2 separate regions of the Xenopus tropicalis genome follow, and region 1 is linked to region 2. A link is a contact called in public Hi-C data. All regions are on one chromosome and are shown on one strand. Each heading gives the region's core, a stretch centred on a gene start, on an enhancer-like site or on the middle of the called end of the contact. The rest is flanking DNA. Distances are from core to core; before and after follow the strand shown.

What was found. Hi-C and Micro-C count contacts between places; a contact is called where the count stands out from the background.
Region 1: a Hi-C map of liver shows a contact between it and region 2, with 7 times the contacts expected there. The contact joins the promoter of 42Sp50 here to the enhancer-like site in region 2. A contact is called at or near these places in 5 of 5 Hi-C or Micro-C datasets (brain, gastrula embryo, liver and 2 more).

What each region holds. Positions count from the first base shown.
Region 1 is chr6:142,066,478-142,069,177 of UCB_Xtro_10.0, reverse strand. It overlaps 42Sp50 (Elongation factor 1-alpha), which reads right to left and starts at 1,284. Exons shown (of 7, transcript NM_001011438.1): 1 at 1,131-1,284. The coding sequence starts at 1,283.
Region 2 is chr6:141,984,827-141,987,526 of UCB_Xtro_10.0, reverse strand. The region is part of intron 3 of fam49b (family with sequence similarity 49 member B); the gene reads left to right. Among named protein-coding and RNA genes, the nearest start is that of fam49b, 42 kb to the left of the region's middle. Within about 2 kb of position 1,441, at least 1 of the 11 cell types and tissues checked has an H3K27ac peak or open chromatin away from gene starts, as enhancers often do. A contact at or near this core is called in liver, where this site is marked.

The sequences.
Region 1 (2,700 bases), core at 35-2,534, 82 kb before region 2:
CAGTGACCCCTATTTTAAAGCTAAATAAAATTCGAAAAAAAATTAAGACCAGAATAGGACACTCTACAACCTATGTATGTAGACTATAACCCATGATAACATTTATTTAATGACATATTTTTGCTTTAGGATTTGAAACTGGTCATGTGGTTGCTAGGGATTTCTCACCTTAGCAATGAAATCGGCCTAATAGATGTGGATAAGAGGAGCAGCAGTGCAAGTTGAAACACAGAAGGGATTCTATTTGCCCATCAGTGTATTTGTGCTGCGGGGGTAGGTCAGTTGGGAAGTTTAGTGCCATAAATTCGGTTTCAGGGCTCAAAGCCTTTAAAAGTGGTTGGGCAAAAGCTACAACTTGATCATGGCCAGCACTGAAAGGGTTAAAGTTACAGACCCTACAGAGGTTGTAATAAGAGCCCCCTATACATGCAGCACAGGTGTGGGCTAGTGTGAGCCAGTTACTTATCAGCCATGCAGCACAGGTGTGGGCCAGTTACTGATCAGCCATGCAGCACAGGTGTGGGCTAGTGTGACCCAGTTACTGATCAGCCATGCAGCACAGGTGTGGGCTAGTGTGACCCAGTTACTGATCAGCCATGCAGCACAGGTGTGGGCTAGTGTGACCCAGTTACTGATCAGCCATGCAGCACAGGTGTGGGCTAGTGTGAGCCAGTTACTTATCAGCCATGCAGCACATGGGTTTTATAGGGGTTCTACTTTCCCATGGGAGGGGCCTGTAGCCCAGGGAATTGGCAAGCCATGTATTTAAACATCTAATTAGCACTAATATACAGGGTGGGTGCCATGCACCCAGTTTTAGGGGCAAGGGTAACGGTCTCACTTGGTGAAAACCAGAAAACCAAGTTTAATAACTGCATGGCTTAATTGTAATGAATTCAGCTGAATAACGCACAGCTGCACAGAAATCACTACAGTCTGCAGCATGCACTGAAACGGATAGCAATGTGGGATGAATATGGGGTCTGGGTTATAAAGGGAGGGTTCACCTTTATGGTAGGCCCTCTCCTACTCATATTGCCATCTTTCACTCAACCCACTGCCTGGTTGCTAGAGTAAATAAGACCATAGCAACCAGCCTACAAACTGAAGAGCTGCTGAGGGGTACTTACCTGAGCGGCAGCTGCCTCCACCTTCTCCAGGGCCCGGGGATCAAACCCCCCACACTTGTAGATGAGGTGCCCCGTGGTGGTGGATTTGCCAGAGTCGACATGGCCAATAATCACAACATTTAAGTGAGTCTTCTGGGGAGTCTTGTCAGTCATGTTGCACCGCTTAACCTACTAACCAGCCAGCTACTAACCTACCCGCAACCCTAACCTAATGGGCAGCCACCTCCGGCCTGGGTGGGATTTATAGCACTCAGCACCCCCACCCAGCTGCACCCCCACCTGCCCATCATCATCATCACAACTACTGGGTTTCTCTTACATTTAACCCCTTAGTGCCCACACAGTTGCCCTTGCCTGGCCTCACCATTGCTAAACACGGCATCAGATTTAATTCAGCACTCAGCTGGTTAACAGGTACTTTCCAGGTTCAGCAATAAATCACTATTTTCGGGTTCCCCCTACTTCTTGCTGCTTTTGTACATTAATCTGTATTTTTATTGTGTTTTATTGATTGTACAGCGCTGCGCAATATGGCGGCACTTTATAAATATGTAATAATAATAATAATAATAATAAAGTCCCCCCCCCCACATACACGGTAATCCCCGGTAACCAATCGCCAATAAGCCCTGATGGTTCAGCTGCACTTGTCAATTCAAATTTTGATTGGTTGCTATGGGTTACGAGTCACGCTGACACCTGGGAATAACTCTCGTTACTTACTTTTTACAGCAAAAATTCAACCAAAGATTAAAAAAAAAAGAAAAATTCAGACCAACTGCAACTGAGCAAAATATCACTCCTTCGAAATAAATGTTGTTTTTAGGCAAATTAACATTTACAAACTTACCTTTTTCAGCAAGTAAAGCTGAGACTTTGTTGGGCCCTTGTGATCTTGAGGGAGTCACCATCCCTAATGTTCCAGGTACAAATCTTATTAGATTGTAAGCTCTTGGGTGTCCCTGGGATTAAAAATCCTTGCACAACTGGAGATCCCTTGGGGTAAAGGGGCAAATCTTGACCATGAAGGAACAGAACAGCGGCTGTCAACTCTTACATCAAGGGTTCTTGGGTGTTGCTGGACTACAACTCCCATCATGCTTTAACCGATGCCTGTGTGTAGAGAATGCTGGGAGCTGCAGCCCATACAACTTGTACAGGTTTCTCTATGGGATAAAAACCGTATCCCTGTACATTGTAAATGCTGATGTGCCACCACACCCCTTTAAATGGGGGGGCTATATATTGTGCAAGCTGAAAGCATTTTGCATGGCTGCTTAGAGTTCAGTGCAGTCTGCAGCATGGCCTTGGCCATGCCAATTAGCCATGCAGGATGGGATTTTATATGCAGCTGGGCTGTGCCCATATCAGCCCTAGGGCTACAAGGTGGCAATAGTAAGCCCAGCAGCGCACAGACACCTACAGGGACTACCCCTGAGCAACCAATCAAACATTTCCCTTCATGTGGGTGCTGCCATACAGGCACTATGGGTTACAGGCTTCTCAGCCTAAATAAAAGTCCATTATTATGTGGCTAATCTGCCCTCAGTCTATAGTGTGGCATGCACCA
Region 2 (2,700 bases), core at 192-2,691:
GGGTGTTACAGTGCCAGGTATACCATGAGCGGGGGGTCTCCCCTCTGCCAGACAGTGGGTGTTACAGTGCCAGGTATACCATGAGCGGGGGGTCTCCCCTCTGCCAGACAGTGGGTGTTACAGTGCCAGGTATACCATGAGCGGGGGGTCTCCCCTCTGCCAGACAGTGGGTGTTACAGTGCCAGGGATACCATGAGGGGGGGGTCTCCCCTCTGCCAGACAGTGGGTGTTACAGTGCCAGGGATACCATGTCTCTCCGTTTTTGGGTGTTACAGTTCCCGGCACCCTGGGCCTTCAGGAGAAGTACCCGCACATAGTTGGCTGTAGGTGGGTGATATAATATTCCTTTTATACTTGATGGCCTTGTGGTCACCCAACTCCCAAATTGTGGGATTTCAGCAATATGTGGGGGGCCTGAGACATTAAAATGGGGGGATGTTGTTTTCCTTGGCTCCTGTTTGCTCACAGCGGCCCCAGCCTACAGTAAAACAATCCCCTCTTTTCCAAAAAAAGAAGCCAGGCCCCATTACATTGCACTCCCTCAGTAGCATGTCAGGGCTGTAGCCACAAGCGCTCCTTTCTATAAGGGGTTCCCTTTAATGTTCATTAGCGGCAGCCACACGAGATGGTATCACCCTTCAGCTGCCTCTAATAGGCTGGGGGCTCTGCGCCCGCAGGCAGGTGCCCTCATAGCGGCTTTGGGGCCCCCCACATGTGTTTAAGTTCCCCCACATGTGTTTAAGTTCCCCCCTTACCAAAATAAACCCCTTGATATCCGAACCATGATTGTTAGTGACTCTCCTATAGTCACAGAGATGTTTAGGGCAGTGAATAAGAAGGAGGGGGGGATACTGGGAAATCCAGGGGTGCTGATCCCCCCCCCCCCCCCCCCCCCAGTCTGTGCAGCTATTGTGGGAATGGGGCACTCTGTTAGAATGGCATTCATTCTGCCTTTTCCCTGCAGGAATAGAATAGATATAAATGTACTGCTGCCTATTATCATCACTAGTGGGGGTCATTTATCAATACTGGGCAGAATGGCCCATGGGCAGTAACCCTTGGCAACCAAGTTGTTGCATTCATTGTTCTACCTGCAGCTGGCTGGAAAAAGCAAATCACTGACTGGTTGCTATGGGTTATTGCCAGTGTTAATAAATGACCCCCAAGATGTCGGTAACCCTCCTTATTGCAGGATTCTGGGGGTTGTAGTTCAGCAGTCGATTGCCCCTGACCTGCTAAAAGAAATGGAAAAGGGGAGAAAATACCCAGCAGCACTCTCTTCCCTCCCCCCTGATACTATTGTGTAATAAGCAGGCTTGTGCTGCAGGAGGGTGGGGGGGGGGGTATGAAAGGAAATGCCTAACCGCGGGCACCTTGCACACAGGGATCCTTCTGACATGCCAGGCTCCAGTTCCACCCCTGCGCCCATGTAGGAAACCACAAGAAGCTGAGCACTAACTGAACTCACGCGTTTCGCTCCCATTTACTGGAACTCAATGACTGTGCCATTCTCTATTTTTAGGTTGGCTGGCATGGGTAATCTCATTAAGGTGCTAACCAGAGACATAGACCACAATGCAGCCCATTTTTTCTTGGATTTTGAAAGTAAGTCTCACGGGAAGCCCGGCACAGCTGGCGCCACTCTAACGGGTAACCCCCCCCCCCCCCCGGCTTGTCATGGGCGCCGCACAGCATGGGAAAGAGCAGTTAGAGAGGAGCTGTGGGGGGTGCATGAAGCGTGGGGGGCACTTCCATTATCCAGCCGCAAAGATGATCTCCATTTCCAAACTCATTGGGGTCCTTTGTGATCAGCCTCTTCTTTTTATTTTTTGTCCTTATGTCAGGGACCGACAGTCCAGCGTGGGGAAATTCTGCTTTGCTGTCCTAAGTGGTGTCTGTGCCGGGCACACAGAATCAGAACCAAGGCCACCATGCTGCCCAAAATCCTCACCAGATATTGGGCCAAATACAGTCTGAACACATCTTTGAAGTTGAGGGTCAGGAAAAAAACCCGGTGGGCCCTGCCGGCCTAGACCCGCTGCCAAGGCAGGGGCCTCTTGGAGGTCAGGGTTCCTGGGGCTGCAACCCTGGTGGGCCCTGCACCCCCCAGTCCGACCCTGCCCCATACAGTAACAATGGCTCGCGAGCAACATGTTACTCACCACCTCCTTTGTTCTTCCCAGCCGAATCCTTGGCTTGGTGCACCCCTAAGCCTAATTCGTTCCCCTAAAACAATGATCCCCAACCAATGGCTCGCGAGAAACATGTTGCCCACCACCTCCTTTGTTCCTCCCAGTGCCAGTGGCCTCGAAGCAGGGGCTTATTTTTGAATTCTTGGATTGGAGGCAAGTTTTGGCACATCAAGACCATGTGTACTGCCAAACAGATCCTCCTCTAGGCTGCCGGTTCACATTTGGCTACCGAATAACCACAGCCCTTATTGGTAACCCCTAGAAACCTTTTTCATGCTTGTGTTGCTCCTCAACTTTTTATATATTTAATTATTGCTCAAGGGTAAAAAAGGTTGGGGATTCCTGCCCTAAAGTCATGTGACTATGAAGGTTTTCATTCCTCCAGCTCATAGTATATCTAGTATAAATAAATCTAGAGTAACTGGACTTGTTGAGTAATCACTGGAGATGTTTCACTACTCATCCGAGCAGCTTGTTTAGTTCATCTGCCTGGATGAGTAGTGAAATG